Regions from separate parts of the Macaca mulatta genome. Here region 2 is linked to region 1. The links are chromatin contacts, called in public Hi-C maps. All regions are on one chromosome and are shown on one strand. Each heading gives the region's core, a stretch centred on a gene start, on an enhancer-like site or on the middle of the called end of the contact. The rest is flanking DNA. Distances are from core to core; before and after follow the strand shown.

Region 1 (6,826 bases), core at 514-3,013:
GTTGAGTACAAGTCCTGGGTGACCTGGGGTCACAGGGTGCCCCACGCTGCCTGCCTGAGTGGGCCAGACCCCTGTCGCCAGGCCTCATGGCAGCTCCGTAGTCAGGAGATGGGGAAGATGCTGGGGACAGGCCCTGGGGAGAAGAACCGGGGGCACCTGTTCAGGCTCCCACTATGGCACCGCCCTGGGGCGGGGGAAGGAGGTAGGACATGTGGGCATTGGGGCCTGTGGGTCCACACCCAGTGTGGGTGACCCTCCCTCTAACCTGGGCCCGGCTTGGCTGGAGACAGGTGGGAGTGCGACCTGGGGCTGGTGGGCAGGTGGGCACTGTCTCTCCCTGACTGTGTCCTCCTGTGTCCCTCTGCCTCGCTGCTGCTCCGCGACCTGCTCTGCACGGCCTGCCCTGGCAGTGGGGCAGGTGGAGCTGGGCGGGGGCCCTGGCGCAGGCAGCCTGCAGCCCTTGGCGCTGGAGGGGTCCCTGCAGAAGCGCGGCATCGTGGAGCAGTGCTGCACCAGCATCTGCTCCCTCTACCAGCTGGAGAACTACTGCAACTAGATGCGGCCCGCAGGCGGCCCACACCCTCCGCCTCCTGCACCAAGAGAGATCGAATAAAGCCCTTGAACCAGCCCTGCTGTGCCGTCTGTGTGTCTTGGGGGCCCTGGGACAGGCCCCGCTTCCGGGCAGTGTTGTGAGCCCCTCCCAGCTGTCTCCATGCTCTCTGGGTGCCCACAGGTGCCAATGCTGGCCAGGCCCGCCATGCAGTGGCTCTCCCCAAAGCGGCGATGCCTGTCGGCTGCCTGCTACCCCTACCCTGTGGCTCAGGGTCCAGTATCAGAGCTGGGGGGGTCGCTGAGAGGCCAGGGGTGGTGGGACCACTGAGAAATGACTTCTTGTTCAGTAGCTCTGGACCCTTGGAGTCCCCAGAGACCTTGTTCAGGAAAGGGAATGAGAACATTCCAGCAACTTTCCCCCACCTAGCCCTCCCAGGTCCTATTTTTAGAGCTATTTCTGTTGGAGTCCCTGTGGAGGGAGGAGGCTGGGCTGAGGGAGGGGTTCCTGCAGAGCAGGGGGCTGGGAAGGTGGGGAGAGGCTGCCGAGTGCCACCCGCTATCCCCAGCTCTGGGCAGCCCCGGGACAGTCACATACCCTGGTCTCGAGGCCCAAGCTGGCAGCTGTCTGCAGCCACAGCCTATGCCAGCCCAGGCCCAGCCAGACACCTGAAGGACCCACTGGTGCCTTGGAGGAAGCAGGAGAGGTCAGATGGCACCATGAGCTGGGGCAGGTGCAGGGACCATGGCAGCACTGGGCAGGGCCTCAGAGCCCACACCTTGGGCACCCTGGCCATAAGGCCCTAAGGATTGCAGCCCAAGAGGACCAGGGAACCACCAGGGCCACAGAGGCAGAGACTAGGGCCAGGGTCCCTCTGTGGACCCTTAGCCCTCCCTCTCCCAGAAAGCAGGGCCACTTGGCTGGCTTCCTTTGCTACAGACCTGCTGCTCACCCAGAAGGGCTGACGGGCCCTGGTGATAAGGTCATTCTGATTCCAGGTCCTTGGGGATCCTGACACGCAGCCTCTTCTTCAGCACCCCTGAGCACAGGTTGGCTCTGCTGGGCATTCAGCCTAGTGGGCAGACGAGAACCCAGGGGCTGCCTGGACCTACTGTGGCCTGGGAGGTCAGCGGGTGACCCTAGCTACCCTGTGGCTGGGCCAACCTGCCTGCTGCCCAGGCCAAACCAATCTGCACCTTTCCTGAGAGCCCCACCCAGGGCTGGGCTGGGGATGGCTGAGCCTGGGACTGGCATGGGCTGTGGCTGCAGACCACTGCCAGCTTGGGCCTCGAGGCCAGGAGCTCACCCTCCTGTTAGGGACCTGGCCACTGGGGCAGCCCGGTCCCTAAAGCTCTGAGCTCACCCCTTCCCCATGACCACATCAGCCCCCTCCACCCAGAGATGTCACAGCCCCCAGCTAGCCCCGCCTCCAGAGTGGGGGCCAAGGCTGGGCAGGCGGGTGGACGGCCGGACACTGGCCCCGGAAGAGGAGGGAGGCGGTGGCTGGGATCGGCAGCAGCCGTCCATGGGAACACCCGGCCGGCCCCTCTCGCACGGGTAGAGACGGGGCGCCCTGCTGGAGCTGAGGTATGTGAGCTCGCGCGGGGCTGGGCCAGAGCAGGACCTGGTGGGCCAGCTGGGAGGCTGCCCACCAGGTGGCCATTGGCCAAGCTGTTGCCCTGGCCGAACCTGATGGCCAACAAGGTCGTAGGGAGTGATGGGCAGAGGTCTGTTCTGGGAAGGGAGGGTCAGCGCTCTGTGGGGGACCATGTGTTGGAGTGGAGGGTAGCAGGAGGAGCCCTTGGGTGTCCAGGGACTCCTGGAACCACCCCAGCCTTCCAGGACTTGCAGAGCAGCTGGCACTGGCTGGTGCTAGGGGCTGAGGAGTGTCCTTTGAGGGGCCAAATTTTCTGTGACCTCTGTCCTGGGGGACTTCTGGCCTGAGGCCTCAGGAGAGGGCAAGGCTGCCCACCCAAAAGAGACGCAGCCACGGTTCACGGAACCCTCAGCTGCCCTGGGCCAGAGCTGGGGCCAGTTTTCACCTTGTTGAGACCCAGGACTCTGTCCCCCAAGCCTGTCTTCTCCAGCACCTGACCCCACCCCCCACACACTGTGTCCTAGAAAAGGTGGACACGGGAGACCAGAACCAGGGCAAGGGATCACCCCTCCATCCCCCCAGGCCCAGTGAGAAGCAGCTGGCCAAGGTGATCCAGGTGGCAGAGAGAGCATCAGACCGAGTTTCCTGTCAGGCACCACCTTGGGCACCGGTGCCCAGATGCCCTGGCTGGGGAGCATGGATGCTCCCGGAGCCCCCAGGTCACCCCATGTGAGCCAGGCCCACAGAGCTTGGCTCTGCAACGCCTGCTGGGCCGCTGCCTATGCTCCGCCCCTTCTGGGAAGTTAAAAGACAGCCCTTCAGTGTCCAGAGACCTGCCTGGCCTTGGAACCTGGGCTCCACACGCCCACCGGGCTGGCAGGGGCACTCAGCTGCCTCCAGCCCCGGTGGTCACCCTGGCGTTGGGTGCATCTAACTGCTCCCCAGTCACAAGGCAACTGCTCCCCAAGGCTCCCCAAACCTGCCGGCCCCCCTAGAAGCCTCTGCCCATTCCTAGAGGACTCAGGACAGCCTGCAGTCCATCCCGCACACAGCCTTCTGTCTGGGCATCCTGCCTTCACATGTGCTGAGCAGGGAGGAAACTCTTGTACCACGTTCCTTAAGTGGAGACTGAAACCTGGAACCAGGCACACGGCACGTGCCCCCACCCACCCAGGACACACTGCGGTGTGGCTGCCTCCAGGCTGGCTCCCTGGATTACGTCTGCTTCTGGCATGGATAACTGGCACCTTTGCCTGGCCGTTGGGGCAGTGTTTGCCTTCCCCTGTCGGCAGCAAATATTTACTGTCCTCCCTGTCTCCAGGCCTGAGCAGACCCTGGGGGGATGAGAGTGGACTCAGGGGTGCTGAGGGTACCCCCCTGCCCTTCAGGTCCTGGTGCCCAGCAGGGGTCCAGCCCAGGGAAGAGAGTGAGGCCAAGACAGGTGGTATTTAAGCCTGAGCTGCTGGGAAAGGTAGCCCTGGGCAGAACTTGGGCGGAACATTGGCCAGTGTCTGTCTCCAGCCAGGCTATGAGGTAGCTTGTTCCGGGATGGGCACCTTTCCACTCCCAGCACTGTGGCCAGGAGCCGCCATTCACAGGTGCGACCAGCAGATGGCATCAGAGCCTCACTTTTGATGCACTCCAGCCACCAGCCACGGGTCCAGGCTCCGGCCGCCACCCAGGGTCTGAGCAGCTGCATCCTGCCCCTGCCCCTGCCGGGCACTCCCAGGGGCTGTGGGGCCTGTGGGAGCCTGTGGGGGCCCTGCCGGACACTCTTGGGAGCTGTGGGGGGCCCTGATGGGCACTCTGAAGAGCGTGGGGCTTAGGAATGAGAGGAGGCATCTGATGATGATGAGGGGGTCCACCGAGGCCCCCGGCCTGCTCAGGTCCAGTCTTGGCCCCCAAGTCAAGCCTCAGGCCAGCTTCTCACTGGCCTGGGTTTCTCAGAGGGCCGGGACAAACGTCCTGGGTCTCTAATATTCCGAGAAAGCCTCTGGCTAGACTCTGAGCCCCACCTGCGGGCCCTAGAATCACAGAGAGCCAGGGTGAGAAGACCAGGGGGACTCTGTCCCATCCTCGTCATGGCTGAGCCCACCGTGGCCGGAGGTGGACCGGGCTGTGGGTTTTGCTGAGGGTCCCCAGGGCCCCTGGGGGCTACTGAGGCTGGAGGCCAGTGGTGGCCAGGGGGCTCCATCCCTCAGCCACTCCAGTCGGAAGGTCGAGTCCTGGTTCCCATGTGAGGAGGGGGCTTCAGGGACTGGGATCTGGGGGCATGGAAGGCCTGGAACTGGGGTCCGGGCAGCTCAGGGTTAGCGTGTTCCCACGCTCCCCTCCGCCAGCGCCGCGAGGAGAGGGAGGTCCACTCTGGAAATAATGTTTGGGGGCAGGGGTAGACAAGGTCTGGGAACGCGGAGATGACACACTGGGGTGCCGCCTCCGCACCCTCCGCCCTTCCTCCCACTATTGTTTCTGGCCTCGGCCGCAGGAACAGCAAGGCAGATTCCTTCGAAAGTGGGGCCGGCCGGAGGCGGTACCCCATCGTCCCTCTCGTGGCCCAGCCGCGCTGTGCTGGCGCCAAGCTCCCTGCTGGCCTCCCACCCGCTCCTCCGCGTCCTCAGCTCACTCCCCTGCTCCCAGGTGGCCCCAGTCCCCACCCCACCTCGCTTGGACTCCCCACTTCCTGCCCATCTGCTGCTGTCGGGTGACATCCTCCTTGACCCCAGGGACTGCTGAGGCAGGCTCCAAGCCTCCCAGTGTCCCTGAGGCTGCCCTTAGAAGCTGGCTTGGGGCTGTACCAAAAGTCACCCCACAGTCCGCACTTTCCAAGGCAGGGAGATGGCAGAGATCTCAGGGTGCCTGTGGACCGAGGACTAAGTCAGAGTCGGGGTCCCTCAGGCCGAGGGAAAGATAGGTGGTGCCTGCCAGGCTCTCCTCACCCAGGGAGGCTGAGAATGTCTAGACCCAGGTGGCTGTGACCCCTGGGCAGTGTCACAGGGCTGCTGAGGGCTGCGCCAGAGCCAGTCCCGCCCTTGCCAGGGATGGAGACCGGCCTCGAGGAGGCCCGGCCCTGGGGGTCCGCAGGCCTGTAGGCTTCGGGGAGGCTCTGCCCCCTGCCCCCTGCAGCCCAGGCTGCTGAGTCATCAGAACCTCGGGGGCGCCGCGGGCCCCACATTCCGCCCAGGCCTCTCTCTGACCCTCTTCCCAGCCCATCTGTGTTTTTGGAAAACAGAGCCAGAGCCCCCCATAGCCCTGCCAACTTGCGGCTGCTCACGCTGGGACTCAAATCGCACCCTTCTGTCTTCAAAGTCCACCTTCACTTCAAAGCTCGGTCCCAACCCAGCCCAGCCTCCACAGGGCCACCACCTGCCCACATCCAGGCCTGCTGCTGCCCAGCTTCGGAGGGACCTTGGGCATCCCCTGATCCTCTCTAGAGCACAGGATCCCTGGCATGGGCCCATTACACACGGGTGGCTGGGTGGGTGGTGAGGACGGGGCTGGGAGGAGATCCTGGGGACCCCATGGTGGAGGCGATGAGGCTCCCAAACCCCGACTCCGGAGATGGCTGCTTGGTCTTCCATTGGGCCCTCCGAGCCCTGACCTCCAAGATGCAAGGAAAGCTTTCAGGGGCAGGGGCGAGTGGAAGGTGGGCTTCCTCCCTTGCCACCCGGGCGTTGGGCCCAGGGCAGATGCTCCATGGGCACTTCCCAACCTAGGCCCAGCTGTGGGGAAGGAGGGAGCAGGCGGCCAGGCTCCAGGTAGGGGGAGGAGTTGCCTGAGAACTAGGGGAGAGAGGGAGGGCTGGGGCACCCCATGCCAGCTCCAGCTGCACCACCAGAGCTCAGAACAGAGCAGGCAGGAGCCAGCAAGCTGAGAGGCTTCCTGAAGGAGGTGTCCCAGACCCTGCCAGCACTGCAGCCTTAAGCATGAGTCCACGCTGGGCTCCCACTGCCAGGGGCACAGACCCAGCCCAGCACTGCCCATGCTGCCCTCGTCAGAGACCCATACGGAGTTAGCACCTGGGTCCTTCCCCCTGGCTGGGCATGGGCTGGCCCTGACAATGAAGAAGGGGTGGCTGTGGCCTCAAGGTCTACAACGGGCTGTGATCTGTGGGTGCCAAGAAGCCACAGGCCCTCAGTGTCCACAGGGCCAGTGAGTGTCCACCCGGGCCAGTGTGGGGTTGAAGGGTGAGAGCTGGCAGGTGGCGTTGATGTCCTGGCTCTGCTACTGGTGGCTGTGTGGCCTTGGGAAAGTCACTTAGCATCTCTGGGCCTTGGTTCCCTCATCTATCAGAAGGGAATCAAAGGAGCCCCTGCCTGCCTCGGCTGCCGGGTGGTGTAGCTCAGTGGTGTCTGTGAGCGGCAGCCCTCGGGCAGCTGCGCCTCTGGCTTCAGTACACACGTGAGCTGCTTTCTGGGCCTTCAAATTACGGGGACAACCCCGCGGGTGTGTTTCGTGTCTGGGCACCACAGCAAGGGGAAGCTGACATGTCCTCCGTGGGAAGTGGCAGTCCCCATGGCTACCGGGCATGAACAGGATGTGCGGAAGGGACCTTTCAGGGAGGAGCAGCTCCCCGAGGGAGGAGCCGGGGGCTGGGATACGGAGGCCTCTGCACATCTTGGAGTAAAACAAGCAGGAGGGGCTGGGTGCGGTGGCTTATGCCTATAATCCCAGCAATTTGG
Region 2 (7,238 bases), core at 2,417-4,916, 730 kb before region 1:
ATGTGGCTGAGGACAGGGCTTCCTGGGCCTACCCCGGCTCTGCTACTCATGGGCCAGTGTGTTTGCCTCTGGAAGCCTCTATCTCCTCGGTTGTAAAGTGGGCCCACAACATTGACTGACCACCCATGAGGTTGTGGTGAGGACTGGCCCATGGGTGGCCCCTGGGAAATAGCTGGTTTAATGACTCCAGCACGAAGATCCACCAGGATAGGGACCTAGGCTTCTCTGGCTTCTGGGCCTTTCCTAGCAGGAACGCAAAGCAGTGAGGGCTGCAGGTTAATCCTGCCTTAGCTGCTTGTGCAGCAAGTTGTTTTCTTCGTTGTCTCCTTCTCCTTCTCCTTCTTCTTCTTCTTTCTGAGAGGGTGTCTCGCTCTGTCATCCAGGCTGGAGGGTAGTGGCACAATCACGGCTCACTATAGCCTTGACCTCCTGGGCTCAAGCAGTCCTCCCACCTCAGCCTCCCAAGTAGCTGGGACCACAGGCACGTGCCACCACACCAAGCTAATTTTTAAAATATCTGTAGAGATGGGGTTTCTCTATGTTGCCCAGGCTAGTCTGGAACTCCTGGGCTCAAGCGAACCACCCGCCCTGGTCTCCCAAAGTATTGAGAGTGTAGGTGTGAGCCCCGGCTGCAGAAAGGCTCGAATCTTCTCAAGCCTTGGTTTCCTTATCTGTAAAAGGCCAACTGAAATCTACCTATGCCTTCCCTACATATTAGGGTATGTAACACCCCACTGTGATGGACAAGCCTGCATTTCTAGTGGGTCAAGATGCAATAAAAGTTCATTCTTTGTGCCCAACACAGGCAATGCAGTGTGCAGAGGGCACTCAGTTGTTCTCTCCTGATGGCCCCGCCGGGTCTGGAGCCTCCATCTGGCCAGCAGAGGGCGCAGAAGGACTGACTGCCTGGGCTGCTTGGACGTGACCGCCTGGAAGTGGTGTACAGAGTTCCTGACAACGTTCCCGGCCAAAACGAGTCCCGCGGCCCACTTGTGTGCAAGATAGCAGGAAAATGTCTGTGTGCTCCGAGGAGAATGCAAAGGCTGGTGGATGTACTGCCTTTCCTCTGCTGCTCTCTCCGCTGGGGGCAAGAATGACAGGACGTGAACATGCACACAAGGGCCCGGAACTCACGACCCCCCTCAGAGGCCCCCCCTACTCCTGCGCTTGCAGGATTTGGGGCACTAGCACAGCCCAGCCCACCCCTTGGGACCAGCACCCCCTCCGCAGTTCTGCTCTCTGCAGCAACATAGAGTACAAATATTGTTCCTTTTGTTTCTTTTTTCCCTTTGGATACATTTTTAATTACAAAAATAGAGCCTGATTGTCACCCAGACAGATGTTTGCTTGCTTCTGGGCCCATTGGGCCTCCTCTCAGAGCCTGGAACTCCCAGCCCCCAGCTCCTGGGGTGCCTTCCTCCAGGTGTGTCCCTGGCTCGGGCTGGGGGGATGCAGTCCTGCTCCTGGGATGTGCGGGTTTAATAAGCTACTAGGTACCATCCTTGATCAAATTCAGAGTGACAGACTTAGAGCAGGTCACCTCTCGCCTTCTAATGAAGCCAAGACAGAGGAGTCCCCACAGCACTGGGTTTGACTCTGTAATTAAGCTGGTAAAGTGGAAAAATAAAAGTAGGAAACCTAAATGGAAACCAAACCAGAAAGCCAGGCAGCTTGGGAGTTCCGAGCCTGCTTCCTTCCAGCTGTGCGGCCTCCGCGGCTGACGCGGAGTCTCTGCTGATTTTCTCTAACACAGGATGATGGTAGCTACACCCTCTGAGGGGTGTCAGCAGGGCCAATTAGTCCTGATGGTTGGAGTGTGGGTATCCAGGCGCCACTAGGTCACTACCCACTCTGGCCCTTTGCTCCTAGTCTCTGGGGAGGTGGTGGCACAGGGGCATGGAGCAGACTAGACTCTGCCTCTTTCTGCCCCCAGGCCAGTTGATATGAGCCCTGCTTGATGGGTTCGCAAGGCCTGGGGAGCCTTCTTCAGCTTCTCTTTGTTTTCCTAAGATGAAAATTGTGACATCTGTGCTTGTTGAAGGAAATTTGTAAATTGTGCGCAGAGAAGAATATGAAATTAACATAAATTGTCGCGTTTGGTTCTGCCAAGAGCCAAGAGTGGCTCTGGCCCCTCTCCTGGGTTAACACCCTGTCCTGTCCAGTTCGCCCCCCTCACTTCAGATCTCTCTTCCCCAAGACCCAGAAGACCAGCCCTGCTCCCCCAGCTGCATCTGCACGATGTCACAGCATTTCATGGGGGTGGGGGTGTCTTGGGACTCAGAGGAAGGCTGGTTGGGGTTCAGGGGACCTCACCTTCCCTCCCTCCCAGATGTCTCTCTGGCTGGCTCACAGGCTCACCTGAGATAGGGGCTTAGAGCTCATGGGCTGCTGGACCCTCCAACAGGTGTCTGACAGTCCCCCTCCCGACCTGGGAGGCTCCCGGTTTCAGGAGGGGGCTTCCTGCCTCATGGTAAGTGGGTCAAAAGGGAGGCAGCGGGAAATAATGGTCTCTCTTGGTCTGGCCTGGCTGGGGTGAAGCACTGTGTGTGTGTGTGTGTGTGTGCGCGCGCGCGCGTGTGTGTGTGTGTGTGTGCGTGTGCGCACGACCAAGGTCTGTACCAGGAAGGGCTGCAGGCGGGGGAGGGGCATGCTTCTTCACAGCCCCTTCCCCTGTGACCTCGGGCAGATCTTTCACTTTTACCCAGTACAACTGCCTCCAGCTAGCCTGGACAGGCAGATTCCGGGGCTGGAGTGGTCCGGCCCAAGGCTGAGAAGGGCTGGGACCCCCGACAGTGACATGATGGGCTCAGCCTCTGTTCCATCTACTGGGCAGGGTGGACCTCCGCAGATAGCGGCTTCAGACTCCAGCTCCAGGGGGCTGGTGGGAGTCTCTCAAGGTGTCCCACACATGGTCCCACGGGGAAAGAGTGGAGCTGACCCCTGTCCTCCCTCCCGACTCGAGGGCTTTAGGGCCAGCAGGTGTGTGAGGGCTCCAGGTGCGCGGAGCCCTCGAAAGGACACCAGCCCAGCAGCAGCAGGCCGCGCGGGGGCAGCCGAAGACCCCATCCGGCGCAGGCCAGGGCCAAGCTGGCAGCGGCGGGTCCAAGCCCTGTCAGCTGGCGCAGGAGGCCCAGGGGCGAGCGCGGGACGGAGCTAGGAGCTGGGGTCCGGACCGGGCCGGGGTCGAGCTGGGCCTGGCCGGACACTGGACCCGCCGGGAGCCAGCCCCTGCCGCGCAGGGCTGAGGCCCCCGCCTGCAGACAAAGGAGCCGGCGGGGGGCGGGAGCGGGGGGGGGGGGTTTGCAGGGGGGATGGGGCGAGGGGGCGGGGCGTCGCGGTGTCACGTTACCGCCCGCAGCGCCCTTTAACTCCCGCCCCCGCCCCGCTCACCGCCCCCTTCCCCTGCTACAGCGCGCTCGCCCCGCGGCCGCCAATCAGCCGCGCGCCCCGGCCGCGCGCCCCGCCCCTCCCCCGGTGGGTGTGCGCGCGGCCAATGGGCGGTGCTCTGGGGCCGGGCCGCGGAGGGGCGGGGCAGCGGGGAGGCAGCCAATCGCCGCGGTGTTGTTGAAACTGAAAATACTACATTATGCTAATCGCGGCCGGGCCCGCGCGCACGGGGGTGGGGCCCGCGCGTATAAAGGGGGCCCAGGCGGGCTGGGCGTTCCACAGGCCAAGTGCGCTGTGCTCGAGGGGTGCCAGCCAGGTCTGATCCAGCGAGCGAGCCAGCAGGCATCGAGGGGGCGCGGCTGCCGGCCGAACGAGACAGACGAACCCGACGCAGGAGAGTCTACCACCGGACAGCCAGGTAGCCGCCGCGTCCCTCGCACACGCAGAGTCGGGCGGCGCGGGGTCTCCCTTGCACCCGGCCTCCGCCCTCCCCTCCTCTCCTTTCCCCTTCTTCTCGCTGTCCTCTCCTCTCTCGCTGCCCGCGTTCGCGCAGCCCCGGGCCATGTCCGACGCGTCCCTCTGCAGCACATCTACGATGGAGCGTCTTGTCGCCCGTGGGACCTTCCCAGTACTTGTGCGCACCAGCGCCTGCCGCAGCCTCTTCGGGCCGGTGGACCACGAGGAGTTGAGCCGCGAGCTGCAGGCCCGCCTGGCCGAGCTGAACGCCGAGGACCAGAACCGCTGGGATTACGACTTCCAGCAGGACATGCCGCTGCGGGGCCCAGGACGCCTGCAGTGGACCGAAGTGGACAGCGACTCGGTGCCCGCGTTCTACCGCGAGACGGTGCAGGTGGGGCGCTGCCGCCTGCTGCTGGCGCCGCGGCCCGTCGCGGTCGCGGTGGCTGTCAGCCCGCCCCTCGAGCCGGCCGCTGAGTCCCTCGACGGCCTCGAGGAGGCGCCGGAGCAGCTGCCTAATGTCCCGGTCCCGGCCCCGCCGTCCACCCCGCCCCCAGCCCCGGTCCTGGCTCCAGCCCCGGCCCCGGCTCCGGTTGCGGCTCCGGTCGCGGTCGCGGTCTTGGCCCCGGCCCCGGTCCTGGCCCCGGCCCCGGCCCCGGCCCCGGCTCCGGCTCCGGCTCCGGCCCCGGCCCCGGCTCCAGTCGTGGCCCCGGCCCCAGCCCCGGCCCCAGTCGTGGCCCCGGCCCCGGCCCCGGCGCCGGCCCCGGCCCCCGTCCCGGCCCCGGCCCCGGCCCCGGCCCAGGACGCGGCGCCTCAAGAGAGCGCCGAGCAGGGCGCGAACCAGGGGCAGCGCGGCCAGGAGCCTCTCGCTGACCAGCTGCACTCGGGGATTTCGGGACGTCCCGCGGCCGGCACCGCGGCCGCCAGCGCCAACGGCGCGGCGATCAAGAAGCTGTCCGGGCCTCTGATCTCCGGTGAGCCCCGCACGGCCCCGCCCCGGCCCGGCCCGGCCCCGCTTTGTCCGGCCGGCCGGTCCCCCCAGCCCTCGGGGGCCTCGCTGGGTTCCCGCCTCCTCCCGTGGCATTAAAGGGCCCGCAGCGCTCAGGGCGCGGCTGCGCCCGCACCCCCCTCCCCGCCCCGTTGTTATGTCCTCCAGCGGCTTTGCGCGGGCGGGGTGGGAGGCTGAGTCCCGGCCGCGACCCCCCGGGAGCGCGGTCTTCGCCCCTGGCGCGGGAGCCCCTCCCCGGGCGCGGCCGGGCTCCGTGAGCACGGCGCGGAGGGGGTTAAGCGCGGCGGCGGCCCCGGGGGGCTTGGCCGCGGGACAAGGGGAAATGCTTACACAGCACATTGCGCGGCGACGTAAACAAAGCTGACCCGCCGCGGACCTCGGCGCGGGCGGGGACGGCGCCCCCACCCCGGCCGGCCCGCGCCCCGTGCCCTCTCCTGGCCCCCTCTCGGGGCTCCGGGCCGGCCCCGCCCTGACCGGCCGCGCGCGCTGTCGCCCGCAGATTTCTTCGCCAAGCGCAAGAGATCAGCGCCTGAGAAGTCGTCGGGCGATGTCCCCGCGCCGTGTCCCGCTCCCAGCGCCGCCCCTGGAGTGGGCTCGGTGGAGCAGACCCCGCGCAAGAGGCTGCGGTGAGCGAAGTGAGTACAGCGCACCTGGGGGGTGCGGGGGGCTGACCCGCGGGGTCCCCGCCGGCTTTCCTGACCGCCCTTCTCCCCACAGTTTAGAGCCCAAAGAGCCCCGAGGGAACCTGCCGGGGCAGCGGACGTTGGAAGGGCGCTGGGCCTCGGCTGGGACCGTTCATGTAGCAGCAACCGGCGGCGGCTGCCGCAGAGCAGCGTTCGGTTTTGTGTTTAAATTTTGAAAACTGTGCAATGTATTAATAACGTCTTTTTATATCTAAATGTATTCTGCACGAGAAGGTACACTGGTCCCAAGGTGTAAAGCTTTAAGAGTCATTTATATAAAATGTTTAATCTCTGCTGAAACTCAGTGCAAAAAAAAAAGAAAAAAGAAAAAAAAAAGGAAAAAATAAAAAAACCATGTATATTTGTACAAAAAGTTTTTAAAGTTATACTAACTTATATTTTCTATTTATGTCCAGGCGTGGACCGCTCTGCCACGCACTAGCTTGGTTATTGGTTATGCCAAAGGCACCATCCATCTCCCACATCCGGTTATTGACAAGTGTAACTTTATTTCCATCGCGGACTCTGGGGAAAGGGGTCACTCACAAGCTGTAGCTGCCATACATGCCCATCTAGCTTGCAGTCTCTTCGCGCTTTCGCTCGCTCTCTTATATTACTGTGTTTATCTTAAACTTGAAGACAAATCTGTTAAAATGGTTCCTGAGCCGTCTGTACCACTGCCCCGGCCCCTCGTCCGCCGGGTTCTAAATAAAGAGGCCGAAAAATGCTGCAACTCCAGTCTGTTTGTGCTTGTGCCTGCCTCCAGCTCCCTTCTCCTGCACCCCCAAAAGCTGGAGAGCTAGAACGCAGGAGAGAGCAGGCCAAAGTGGGCATCCCCAGTCCATCCAAAAGGGGAAGCCTCTCTCCTGGCTGGGCCTGGCCCAAATCCACCTGCTCCAGTTCCCTTATCTCAGGAGGGGCGGCCGGCCTGCAGTGCACCCTGCATTTATCACCTCCCACCTGCGGGGCTGCAGAAAGACAAGCGTGGGCTTCACATAGCCCCAGCAGGCAGGGAGCACAGCCCCTGACTTGCTGCCCAGACTCAGGCTTGTTTAAAGGAAACCATGAGAAACCCCTCTGCCCCCAGCTGATGGGCTCAGGACCCTGCTAGTTTGAGGATGTGCTGGGGTGGAGGGTGGGGAGCAGGACTCCACCAAGACACATCCAGTCCTACAGACTTTTCTTCAGGCCTTGCACCAGGGTCTCCCTAGGTCTTGCCACAAAACACCCAAAATGTTCAAGGTCTAGTCACACCTGCAGTGGAGGGGGGCAGCCTCGAAGCCTCTGAGGAGAGGGAGAAATGAGAACACAAAGGGGTGGTGCCCTGGAACCAGGAGGGCATGGGGAGGGGTGGTTTCTGATGACCAGGCTTTGGTGGAAGAAGTCGAGGCTGTGTGCCTCCCTGTGCACCCACACTGGGCCCTACCAGCCGACTAGTTTCAAAGCGCTCCCTCTTGGTAAAAGAGACGTTTATTATTTTTTTAATAGCTGACCTATAAACCTCTGAAAATTATGGCTTACAATGGAAAGGGTGACGTAAAATAGCAAAAACAGAACAGCTAGCAGTGTTTTTGCTGGTGCCTTGGGCTAGGAGAAGAAAAGAGCTGGTGGACCCTCATGGGGCCCTACGTGACAGTTGCTGACTTCCCTCCCCGCCGGCCCCGCACTGGGTCAGGGACAAAGGGGGGGCTCAACTTGAGATG

What was found. A called contact is a pair of places that touch in the nucleus more often than the background predicts.
Region 2: a contact with region 1 is called in a Hi-C map of fetal cortex germinal zone, with 7 times the contacts expected there. The contact joins the promoter of CDKN1C here to the promoter of IGF2 in region 1. A contact is called at or near these places in 2 of 14 Hi-C or Micro-C datasets (CD4 T cells and fetal cortex germinal zone).

What each region holds. Positions count from the first base shown.
Region 1 is chr14:2,057,624-2,064,449 of T2T-MMU8v2.0, reverse strand. IGF2 (insulin like growth factor 2) reads left to right here and starts at 1,763. Exons shown (of 4, transcript XM_015113346.3): 1 at 1,763-2,137. The coding sequence starts at 1,952. It overlaps INS (insulin), which reads left to right. Exons shown (of 3, transcript XM_028833049.2): 3 at 411-628. The coding sequence ends at 556.
Region 2 is chr14:2,789,880-2,797,117 of T2T-MMU8v2.0, reverse strand. It overlaps CDKN1C (cyclin dependent kinase inhibitor 1C), which reads left to right and starts at 3,666. Exons shown (of 4, transcript XM_028833065.2): 1 at 3,666-3,805; 2 at 3,973-4,817; 3 at 5,352-5,487; 4 at 5,570-6,268. The coding sequence starts at 3,983. The coding sequence ends at 5,482. SLC67A1-AS (SLC67A1 antisense RNA) reads left to right here. Exons shown (of 2, transcript XR_013404543.1): 2 at 806-1,334.